Linked DNA regions of Mus musculus: regions 1 and 3 are each linked to region 2. The links are chromatin contacts, called in public promoter capture Hi-C maps. All regions are on one chromosome and are shown on one strand. The core of a region is the stretch at or near the end of the contact, and the rest is flanking DNA. Distances in the headings are between cores, read along the strand shown.

Region 1 (4,069 bases), core at 679-3,178, 4.1 Mb after region 2:
CAAACAAGCAACCAAAACACAAAAATGAGAAGGCATGGCACTAAACCCCAGAGAAAAGACACTTTCTCATAGAGTGAGAGCAGAAACAAGGCAGAAGCGAACTCAGAACTGGGCATCACGTGACTCAAAAGATTCAACACCCTGCACATCTTCTAAAATTATAAATAAATATAATCGAGTATGAAAATTCACAAACAGAATCTAGGCATAGGCTCTATGTGGAAAACAATCTTGTCAAAACATGAAAACCAAACTTATGAGAGCAAAACACACATGGCTCCTTATCATCACATTCTATAAGAATCAGCAAGTCTAAAAGATGCCGCAACCTCAGGACATAAACAACATCCTGCCAGCAGTTCCGTAATCCTAATTGTTTGGAGGTACTAAGCCTGGCTTTCTGGCAAGACCCTGTCTCAAAACAAACAACAATCCCATCACAACATTCTGATATGAAAACACCTGTGATCGCTAAAGCCGTTAACAAAGTCATATTTAATACTTGTTATGTGAGAATATAACATAATGGGAGAATATGCTAAATTTCAACTAGAAATTAACAAATATAAGAGTGTGAATTGTCTTCTAATCCATGTTCACAGCCCCTCAGTTCCATCCTCACTTAACAGGCCGTACATACAGCTCAGACATCTGGGCTCATGCTACCTGCTTCAAATATGCAAACCAAAGACTAACAAATGTTTACCAAGAACAGAAACTCAGACAGACACATGATTTCTAAATAGTCCTGGCCTAAGAGATCTTAATCAGGTGTGCTGACTTGTGACTGTTACTGATTTGTGACTCAAGAACAGGACCTTGCCCAGACTAGAAAGCTCTCCTGACAATTTGGCTCAAACAAGTTGAGACACAAACTGCATGAAGACCAGCCCTCTTAGTGATACTGCCTCCTCTCTGCCCATACGAACCTCACACTTGGCAATAGAGAAAAACGACAATTTTACAAGTAAGAAGGTTTATAGGGAGTCAACTTTTAAAAAGCTACCCTCAAAATAGGGTGTGCAGTTCCATCAGGCTGAACCTTTGAGGACGTACTGCATCAGATCCTATTTTAACTATTATACAGATTAGCTCACTGAACCTTCCTTAACGCCGTTTAGTAGGCACTCTTACTAGCTCCGTTCTTCTGGCTAGAAGAGAGAGGCTTAGAGCAGCTGACGGAAGCGTAGGTAAATACACAGTTCCTACTACTAAGACATGTCTCATGACAGGTAATTTCAGAACCAAGAGAATCCCAAGAGGCCTCTATGCCATCTCTCTCTTTAGGAAAATTTCCAGTTATCGGGGCTGGATTTAAAGGTCCTTCTTCAGGCTTCCCAGAGACTAACCCATGCGTCTATGAAAGTTTCTCAGGCACGTCTGTAACGCACCATACCACATGGTACTTGAAATAAAAGGAACTCACTCTCTGCTTAGTGTTCAATGACGTGAAGCTTGCTACCTAACAGCGTGGCTAACTACTATAGGACTGGTATTAAGAGAGTCCTCTATCTAAGGGGAAACTACTCCCCTCCCCAGAGTCCTCTATCTAAGGGGAAACTACTCCCCTCCCCACCCCGCAAAGAAGCCAACCCTCATTTCCGGGATGCACAAAACATTATCTGGGAGCAAAATTAGTCCACCTATGGGCCTTCTGTCTGCCCTTGGGACTCGTGCCTCGCGGACTAGCCAAGTTAAATAGAGTCACGAAAGCCACCCTTGGACTCCTGGAGCCTCCGTGAACAAACCTGCTGTGGTGGCCTCCAACTCTCCCGGTTCAGTCGCCCTCTCGCCCTAGTAGGCAACAGCACCAAAGACCACCATTCCCCAACTCTGCCCAGCACACCAACTCACCACCGTACAGCCAGCCGCACAGCACGCCTGACGTCAGTGGAGCACGACCGTGGCGCTCGTGGATGAGCTAACGAAGGGGCGGGGCCTCTCCTGGGATGCGGGCGGGACCGGCAGAGCGCCCCCCTGCTGCCTTGGCGTGCGGGGTTGGGGTGAGGGTGGAGCCAGGGAGAGTGGGCGGGGAGTACCTAGGGCAGCCTGCTGCTAACAGGCTTCAGAAAGCTTCTCTGATGACTTCCCGGGTTCGTTTTTTCTTCTGTTTTTTTTTCTTTCTTTTTTTTTTTTTCCCCGCTTTTTCTTCGTCCTCTTTTTCTTTCCTTCTCCTTTCCAGCCCAGCCTCGCCCCCCATCTCCCACAGCAAAAAGCTCGAAAATCATTACAATAAAGGTTTTCTAAAACAACCTAGCTCTGTAATTTTTAAAGTGCCACATTTTAATATTGTTAAAAGTTGTGTGCACGTATGGGAGTGTGCACACATGTCATGGTGTAGAAATGGAGGTCAGAAGACAACTTGAGTGTCTTAGTTGTCTCTGTCACGTGGAGCCCAGGAATGGAACCCAAGTCATCAGGCTTGAAGGCGGCCACTTTTATCTGCTGAGCCATTCCCTATATATTTTTTTTTAATAGCGCATAAATTCAAACCCAGGATGTTGCCTATGCTAGGCAAGCATGCTCCTGCTGGCCTACATCCCAGCCATCTATTTATTTATTTAGAAACAAGTTCTCAATAAATTGCCTAGGCTGGCCTATAACTTACTCTGTAACTCTGTAGCATAGGCAGTCCTTGGATTCCTGCTTCTATTGCTTCAGTCTCCAGTATCTCTAGAGTGACAGGCCTGCACTACCAGGCCTGGCTATAACTCTGTCGTTCAAACTCAAAGCCGAAAAATACCTCAGAGTGCTGTTTCAAGATGCCAAACAGAGAACTGAGAGAATTCCAGTAGAATTTGGACATTGAATTATTCGTGTGCTCTTCAGTGACTGAATAATTATGATGTGAACTCCAGATATGCTTGTTCAAAGACTATATTAAACCCCTACCTTTCACCTCTCTACTGTCAGAGCACCAAGCACATGAGGTCATTAGCATGGTCTACTGTGAAGCAAGAATAACAGGCCTCTTATGTACAATGAATGTCTTTGACATGCAATCAAGACTATGAGTCCTGCCTCAGAATAATATTTATAAATGGATCAATATCCACATAGGATTAAAGGGAAATAATTCCATCAAAATAGCCATAAATATGCAAAATAATAACACACCTACCTGAGCTCAACAGATCTAATACCGTCTGTGATTTCAAAGTATCAATACACATACACAATGCTTTGAATTATCTTCAGTGGTTGTAATAAAATAGGAACAATACTGTGGTTTGATTTAGTGACCAAGTCAATTACTGTTAATGCCTCCTGGTTTATTGTGCACATATGTGATCAAGAAAAACATCACCTTTCTGCTAGAAGTTAAGAGAAATAAAAATATAATTATTTTTCTATCAAAGTTCCTAGATCTCCTCTATGTGTGTTATAGAGCAAATCTGGGAGACAGAGTAACTGTGCATCACTGAGACATCTGTAGGAAGAGTTGTGATCTTGCAGGTCAAAAGACAATGAAAAGATTTCACAATAAAATCAAGCAAAACTGAAGACAGCGGGTGTGACAGAGCTGTGTGCCCTGTCCTGAAAGGCTCTGAAAGTATACCCAGTCCTTCTTTGGAAGGCCATGGCCCCAGGATTCTGGTTCTTCCTAAAAAATGGCTTACTGCTTTTCCAACGAGCTTGGACAGAGCAAACCCAGAGACAGGACGAAGCAAGCAGAGTGACACAGAACAGCAGTGTCACCACGCAGCCCAGAGTCACGTGTGTGTAGAAGCATTTCAGGCTCATGTCTGCCACACCTGACTCCCTCTTACAGGCTCACCACGGAGTTACAGCCTCAGTCTACACCTACAAGGACAGGGAGGTCGCCATGTGCCCAGCAGAAAGGATTGCCACTACTCCGTCAAAAAGTTGGATATATGTAAGTGACTTCCCAGAGAAGACCTAAATCAGCAGTCCAATAGCAGAGCACTATCTTCTACTCAGCAAGTGAAAGAGGGAAACTAGAGTGGGGGCGAGGGGAGGTGTGTTACATATGTCCTGCAGAGGGCGCTCGAGGTCCTCTGACTGTGGTCCTCTTTAAAACCCTTTGTTGTAAAGCCTCAGAACAGGG
Region 2 (4,184 bases), core at 1,297-3,796:
CGTTGGTGTTTTCCCTGTATGCATGTCTTTGTGAGGGTGCTGGGTCCCCTGGAACTGGACTTACAGACAGTGGTGAGCTGCCACGTGGTTGCAGGGAATCAAACCTGAGACCTCTACAAGAGCAGTCAGTGCTCTTACCACTGAGCCAGCTCTCCATCACCATCATACTTATTCTTTATTGTTATTTTTTCACTAATGACTATTACTGGAATACTTCATCTATGCTTAGAAGTAGCCCACTCTAAACCAAAGGAAAACTTCATCTGGGGACTTTCATTCAGCAAATAGCACCTGTTCTCTACTTAAATTCTACTTGCATAGGGGAAAAAGTCATTTCCGAAACCTTTCACATCGTTTGTGAAAGAGAAAAGCCAAGCATTATCCTGTATCCTGGGCTAAAGCCGAGAAAGGTTAAAGAAACTGTCCAGGCTCACACACTTAGAAACAACAAGAATAATTTTCACAGCTAAAATCTCTCAATACGGCTGAATGACAGGCACTTATAGTTAATGACACGTTTTCAGAGTACAATAGCCACCCATAGAGAAAAATGACAATAAAATAATTAATAACAAGTCACCAGGAGCCGGCACTCAGAGGCTGAGTCTTACCTGCATATGAGTAGGATAGGAGCTACCGGGAGCGCTTGCAGAAGGTGCCGCTGGGGCAGCAGCTGGAGCTGGGGCTGCAGCTGGGGCTGCCTGTGGGGCAGCTGCCGCCGCCAAATCCAATGTATAATTTTTAAAGGCCTCAATATCCTGAGGCCTGAAGAAAAAGAATACATAAATATAGAATTTATAAAGCAAATCCAATCCCTAACCTCCCAGCGAGTCCTCACATGTCTTTAACTTCCAATCTGAGTTGAAATGCTTTAAAAGCAACAAATGTTCACAAATTACAAAGATTTTTTTTTCTTTTTGTTTTTACTCACTTTTCAACTGTGATACAGATGATGGACCCAACTGGAACATCTCTGGTCCCTTCAGGAACAAGGATCTTGGCCATATAGCACTCCTCCAGGCTCTCAAACCCAACAGTGGCTTTATCAGTTTCAACCTGTTAGCACAAAAGCACTGGCTTAGGTTTGTACTGCCAAGAGGCAGTTAACTGGAATGTGTCTAGAAATCCATACGAAGATAAAACCCACTACCACAGACTTGAAAGAACGGTTTAAAAACATTTTGGGTAGAAGCTAGGCATTGCTAACATTGTAACATTGGGGGTGGGGGGGGATATCTCTGAGCATTGCAGGCCAGCCAGAGTTACACCGTGATCTCAAAAACAATTTAGCTAGCTGCTGACAACGTAGCTAACCAATCATCTCTAATAAATGGGGAGGTGGGAGGGGAGCTGCTTCTTAAAGAGAAAGAGGAAACTACCTACCAGAAGGCTAAGCTTTAGTCTATTCAGCAAAGCCACTCCCTTAGGTAAAATCTGCGTGTTTTAAGACTTACCTCTGCAATTAGATCACCCTCACTGATTTTTTCCCCTTCTTTTTTTTCCCAGCGGGCTATGGTGCCTGCCTGCATTGTAGGGGAAAGGGAAGGTAATGGAACCTGCAGAAAAAGAAGCATACATTTAAACAGGCATACTTAGCCCTCGGCGTGCTTTCATTCCACCCAAGTTCATGCAGAGTATTTACTGAGTCACATTTCAAACTGTTCACTGGAGATACAAAGGGAGATCTAGCACTCCAGAAATTCATGACTTTCAGAGGCAGGTTGATCCTCCAGTCAGTCTAGTGGATCTGAGAAAGCACGTGAGACTTCTCAGACCTTTTGCCCATAGCCGCAGGCTTAGACCTCTTTCAATAGAAAAGATGCCCACTGGGAAGGTCTTGGGCGAGGGACCGTAATAGATCTGGGAGGGAGCTGGCTGTCGGAGGCCTCTCAAGGAGGATTCCCCACGCCAAGGAGCGGGCTCTGAAGGACAACAGGCTCCAGGGTGGGTCACTCACCTTCTGATGCGGAGGGAGGCTGTAAGAGCGGCGGCTGGGCGACCCCAGGAGTTGTCGCAGCAAGCGGTTACGCGGGACAGTGCCGGAGCCGGAGCTCCAGCCGCACAAGGAGCGGACCCCATAGCGGGGGATCCCACTACCGCAACGGACCGCAGCGGGGCCAATCCGCGGGCTCCCGCATGGGGCCCCGGGGCCTTCCTTCAAGGCCGCCCACCGAGCCCTGAACCCATCCCTGGGCACAGCACTCCGCGCCCTCCGCGCACAGACGCGCCACATTACTGCCACCGACCCCCACGCCCCAAAGGCTCCGCCGTCTCCGGAGTGACCTCTCCAAGAGCAGCGCGGCTCTGCCGTCAGCCGCGCACTGCGGTCGCGCAGTGTCGTAAAAGCGGCTGCTTGGACGGGCGACCGGAACGTAGGGTTTCCGTGCCCCTCTGCGGGGGGGACGCGTCGGAGACACCCGAGAGGGACGGGAGGCTGCCGCTTAGGATCTGCGGTGACGAAGGCGCTGCGAGGCAGTGCGGGGGCGGTGCACGTTTGGGAGAAACGGGAAAGGCCCTAGGAGAGGTGTCGCAGAGGATGGGAAGTACGGACCAGGGCCGCTCTAAGGGACCCGAGAGTCGGACCGGCTGCAGCCTGAGGGCAGGGAGGCGGTGCCAAAGGGAACGACCGCCTTTGCTTTAAGAAAAAGCTGGGGAAAAGAGCCCGGGCTGACAGTAATGCAAAGCTTTAGGTCGATGGGTGCGGGCGCACCTTGGAAAGTTGGAGAAAGGAAAGGCCCTCGAGTGACGGGGGATCAGGGGGTGACCCTTGGCTGCAGAGCCCGCCCCGTGCAGGCTGTCCTAGGTCCCTAACCCACCGGAAACGGGAGCAGCAGGGTTTTCAGCCAAATGATGTGAAGGGCAGCCAAGAGAAAGGTACATTTTCACATTTCCAGTTAGTCACAGAAGACTAATTATATTTCCTCTATAAAGATACTTGTTTGTAAAAAGCAGTTTTATTACCCCCAGATTTCCACCGTATCCTCTTAAATAGCGAAAATATTTTAACACACACACATTCCTTTAATTATAGCATTACGGAGACAGAGGCAGGTGGAACCCTAGATTCCAGGACAGCCTGGTTTAATGCTGTTCATTGCCAGGCCAGCTTGGGCTACATACTGAGATTCTTTTTTTTTTTTTTTTTAAAGAAAGGTTTAAGATACAACTTTGCGAAAGTCGTTGTCGTGCTGTCCCGCAGTTCTGTGAATTCAATAGGAAAACAACAACAGAAACCTTTCTTAAACTATGGAGTAACAATGTGGGGTCAAAAGAAAAAAAATGGCAACAGTGAAAAGCTGCCGAACCCAGCCGCGCCAACCTAGGTTGTTTCTCACTACTGCTGCCTACACTGAATCCTACCGCGTCGCTGCAGCTGTGGCTGTGAGGACACCCGTGCCCTTTGTACTGCCATGCCCTCGGTGTCACACGAGGCCAGCCAACACTGCCTGAAACACCTTGGCACAGATTCCCCGTGTATGGTGTGATTCGCACTGGTTTTACTGTACAAAGTGTTCTGCTCTCACGTGAGCATAATGATTTAATTGCAGAAAGACATTTCCCACAGTTATCCCTTCTATATAAACATTATAGTAGTATAATCTTTAGGTTGAATTGTTATGAGTATTTGGATTTTAAAATTGCCGTGGCTGATTTGAATTTCATAGAAAATCAATCAGTGAATTTTGGTTTGAGATTAGGACTAAATTTTCCAGTAAATGTCTCCCTAGATTTTCCTATTCTATGTATATATATAATATATATATATATATATATATATATATATATATATATATATATATATTAAATTATGACATTATTTTCTGTGTATATGCTAACCAACTCCATCTCTCCAGACCAACACTGAGCTATCTTGCCAGCTCATATGGTACATATTTATCTGAAGCAGCATCCTCAATATTGACAACTATAAATCAACTCTATGTATTGTAGTAACTATTTAAGCGATTTTTTTTTAGACTGACAGCACAGTTCACACGGGTATCTCATTTATAGGACTAAACTATGTGTCCATCCTAAAAGAATGTCTATTGAAAATGGGTATAGACACAATGTAATTTTTTTTCAGTCACAAATAATGGGGTTTGTCATTCACAAAATGGATGCAACTTAATTAAGCAAATTAACTCGGTCTCAGATAAATATTGTATATTTTCCCTCATTTT
Region 3 (4,086 bases), core at 652-3,151, 3.0 Mb after region 2:
CACTCAGTTGGTTACTGGTCTTTCCAGTATATTGTCATGAAGTTACAGTACTTCTTTTTCTCTCTTGCTTTGAGTCAGGCTCTAATGACAGCCCTGACTGGCCTGGATTCAGAGATCAGCCTGCCTCAGCTTCAAAAATGTTGGGACTAGGGCTGGTGAGATGGCTCAGTGGTTAAGAGCACTAACTGCTCTTCCTAGGTCCTGAGATCAAATCCCAGCAACCACATGGTGGCTCACAACCATCTGTACAGCTACAGTGTACTCATATACTTAAATAAATCTTAAAAAAAAAAAAAAAAGAGCGTTGGGACTAAAGGTATGTGCTACCATATTGGAATGCAGAGCTTTAAAAATCATCCTAGTTATCTTTACTCCTAGCTGGGTCAGGTAGGCCTTTTCATTCCCCTCAGCCTCAGTGTAGACAATGGATTTCTGTGACTTCAAGGCCAGCTAGGTTACACAGCAAGTTCTGGCAAGACGGGTCCAATGAGACCCTTTTTTAGGGGGGAGGGAGCATTATCTATTATTATCTATTATTATTATTATTAATTCACACAGCCTGCGAACATAGTGTTTATGTCCCCTCAGGTAATCACTAGTCCCATATTTCAGTTAGTAAGTTCAGGTCAGAATTCTTACTAAAAAACACAAACTCGCCTCAATTGTCTTCCTCAATCCTCATTTTTTTAGAGATGATTCTACATAACCTGCTCGCCCTGGGACTCTCCTGGCATTTACAACTTTTCAATGCTTTCTTTAAATGAAAACTTTTCTACACCCTAAAAGGATGGACAGCAGCACTTGATCGGGTGCCATCGATGTCCTATAAGGGAGGTCAGGATTGGGAGACAGTTCCTCAAGGGACAGAGAAAAGGTGGAAATAGACGGCCAGGCGTGAGAGAACTGGTGGGAAGGTGTGACATTCAGAGAAGGGAGGAAAGAGGTGAAGTGGCAGGCAGGCACTGCTGTCTAACTCACAGTTCCTGCAGAGTGCGAACAGAAATTAAGGAATGGGGTTGGGGGAGCATGGGGGGACCAGCCATTGAAACCTGCTAGGCAGCATTTTGCTGGGATTTTTTTCCCCTATTATGTCTTTGACACTCCATTCAGAAGGGACGGGCCCCAAGAGTCACAATGATGGGTTGGTGCGGCCCAGCGACACTGCTCTCGCTCCCAGCCGGGGTTGGTCCCTTGAAAGCATCGCTGCGAGTCGGTGAGCCGGCGGGAGGAACCCACCAGGTCCTCTGGACCCCCGAGGCCAGGGCCCGGCGTCGGGGTGCTCGGGCAACAGCCACCCCGGCTCATTCCGGTGGACAACCCCGAACCGCTCTCCTCATACACATCTTGCCGCTCCCACGGAGCCCGGTCCTTCCCCGGGAGCCGAGCGCATCGATGGCCGGGCAAAAGCCCGGCTGCAGCCGGGGGGACTTACCTTTAACAGATTAGACGTCGCCATGTTCTCAACTTGGACTCTCGCGAGACGGGGCGAGACTTGGCGGCGCTCGGGGCCAGGCCTCCTCGAGAGGCCGGGGTTCCCAGCAGGACCCCGCAGGCCGCGGCGGGGGATGCGGGGGACGCCGGAGCGGCGTGCCGTCAGCGCCGAGCTCGTCCCGGGCAGCCGTGCTTCCTCGGGCTTTCCAGCTACATGGTCACCCCGGCCTGCCCACGCGAGAGAGCGCATGCAAACGCTTGAGGAGACGCGAGCGGCGAATGGTGGGAAGGGACCGGGAGCCGACCAGACCGGGAAGAGGTAGTAGCCACTTCCTCGGGCCTCCCCAGCTCGCCTTCGCTTCTGCCGCTGGGCTTGCACCCGCTTGGGCCGCCGGCAACGACTTTATCTCGGCTTAGGGCCCGCACCTCAGGGTCCGTGGCGGCGTCACGTGACGCGGCGGGCGGGGGCGTGCTCGGGAGCAACCCAGGCGACAGCAAGCCACTGGGTCCCGAGGCCCGCGCGGAGGGTGCGAGCGCGCCCTCTGCTGGCTGGAGCCGGCGCAGCCCTCACGCGCTCGCCCCAGATCGGAATGGCTATTCAGAGCTCAGGATTAGATTAGCCTGGAAGGCTTCTTACTGCTGTCCTCAGGAAATGCTGACTGAGAGAAGGCGCCCAGTCAATTAATAAATGATGCACAAACGTACTGTTATTCCTATAAACAAAAAAAAAAACCCTGCTTGTTCAAGAAGTGATTGTTAATCTTGGGTTCCTTAAGACATATCCTAGAGCACCCTATAGTATTTTCTCCAAATTGCATCGCTTCTGATCACGAATCTCTGATCAAGGGAAGAGAATGTAATTTATACAGGGATCTCTCAGGTTAGCTGTTATTTAATGCATTATGCAAGTTCCTAATACTACCCTTTGGGGGTTTTAGTTGCTTGGTTGGTTGGTTGGATTGGTTTTTGACAGTTTCTCTATGTAGCCCTGGCTGTACTGAAACGCCATCTGTAGACCAGGCTGGTCTTGAACTCGGAGAGTGGAGGTAGGTGCCTCTGCCTCCCAAGTGTTGGGATTAAAGGTGTGGGAAACCACCACCTGGTATCAAATTTGTTTCTTTGAAACTCATCTCTCACTGTCCAACAATTTTAGTCTCAGTACTCAAAGCAGAGGCAAGAGGATCTCCGTAAGATTGGGGACAGCCTGGTCTACAGAGCAAGTTTCAGAACAGCTAGGTCAAAAAACCCAAGAAAACAAAAGTTTCTCAAACGTTGCTAGTGCATTCTTTATATTAATATAACCTGGGGTGCTACTTAGAAAAGCAGACTTTCAGGCTCCACTCTGAAGGATTTTATTTCATATATTATGCCTGAAAACTCCTTTTGCCCCAAGCATTCCAGGTAGCTATGTTTAAAGAAGACTTTCTATGTATTCTTGGATGGCCAGGAATTCTGTATGTAGACCAAGTTGACCTAGAACTCTAGAGTTCTGCCTGCCTCTGCCTCCAGAGTGACTGGTGGGATTATAGGTATACGCCTCCCTCGGAAAAGGCCAAGAGTTCTTTATATCTGCTTCGTGCTGGGTGTGGTGGAGCATGCCTTTAATCCTAGCACACTCTTAAGTTCCAGGCCAATTAGAGCTATAAAGTGAGACCCCTATCTAAACAATATAGCACTTAAAGTGAGTTAAGATTTGCTACTTTAGGACTGAAGAGATAGCTCAGTGGTTAAGAGCACTGACTGCTCTTCCATAGGTCCTCAGTTCAATTCCCAGCAACCACATGGTGGCTCACAACCATCTGTAATGGGATCCAATGCCCTCTTCTGGTGTGTCTGAAGACGGCTACAGCGTACCCATATGCATAAAATAAATAAATCTTAAAAAAAAAATCTGCTACTTCACAATGGGCCTTAGTTATCTTGTTTGTGAAATTAGTATTAAAACATCTATAGCATAGTGCTATGGCAAAAATTAAATGTAAAGGCTAGAGAGATGGCCCAGTATACTCACATACATTAAAAATAAAATAAAATAAAAAGGGTATCATAGTCCATTAAAAAAATAAAAATGACAAAACCGGGTGTGGTGCCGCTCGCCTTTAATCCCAGCACTTGGGAGGCAGAGGCAGGTGGATTTCTGAGTTCAAGGCCAGCCAGGGCTACACAGAGAAACCCTGCCTCAAAAAACACAAAACAAACAAACAAACAAGACATGATTCTATTCATTTTTGGTTTTGTTCTGTTGTTTTTCACAACAGAAAGATTTCTCTGTGTAGCTCTGACTCTCCTGGAACTCGCTCTTTAAACAGGATGGCCTTGAACTCGGAGATCTGCCTGCCTCTGTCTCCTGAGTGCTGGGATTAGAGTTTGCCACCACCTCAGCTGATTCCATACATTTTAATAGATTAATTACTGAATGCTGGAATTTATCACTCATGGCAGAAACCTTAAGTATTAATTAAACATTGTGAAAAGAACAGTGAAGAAGAAAAAAAAAGCCAAGGATGCAAAAATAGAAGGGAGAATAGTCCAGAGAGATGACTCGGGTAAAAAAATATACCGGCTGTCTGGAAAGATCCAGTTCTGTGGGGGATCTAATGCTTCCGGCCTCCGAGGGACTCTGTACTCACATACATATACACAGAGAGATACACA

The links. Promoter capture Hi-C pulls out the DNA fragments that hold promoters and counts their contacts.
Region 1: a contact with region 2 is called in a promoter capture Hi-C map of erythroid cells, with 15 times the contacts expected there. The contact joins the promoter of Wdr61 here to the promoter of Dlat in region 2. A contact is called at or near these places in 2 of 39 promoter capture datasets (erythroid cells and pre-B cells).
Region 3: a contact with region 2 is called in a promoter capture Hi-C map of hippocampal neurons, with 5 times the contacts expected there. The contact joins the promoter of Cul5 here to the promoter of Dlat in region 2. A contact is called at or near these places in 4 of 39 promoter capture datasets (hippocampal neurons, liver and pre-B cells).

Annotation. Positions count from the first base shown.
Region 1 is chr9:54,732,621-54,736,689 of GRCm38.p6, forward strand. It overlaps Wdr61 (WD repeat domain 61), which reads right to left and starts at 1,929. Exons shown (of 11, transcript NM_023191.3): 1 at 1,855-1,929.
Region 2 is chr9:50,657,234-50,661,417 of GRCm38.p6, forward strand. Dlat (dihydrolipoamide S-acetyltransferase (E2 component of pyruvate dehydrogenase complex)) reads right to left here and starts at 2,547. Exons shown (of 14, transcript NM_145614.4): 1 at 1,958-2,547; 2 at 1,455-1,556; 3 at 932-1,056; 4 at 612-765. The coding sequence starts at 2,233.
Region 3 is chr9:53,665,606-53,669,691 of GRCm38.p6, forward strand. Cul5 (cullin 5) reads right to left here and starts at 1,902. Exons shown (of 19, transcript NM_027807.4): 1 at 1,433-1,902. The coding sequence starts at 1,456. It overlaps Gm16124 (predicted gene 16124), which reads left to right and starts at 1,488. Exons shown (of 2, transcript NR_166653.1): 1 at 1,488-1,750.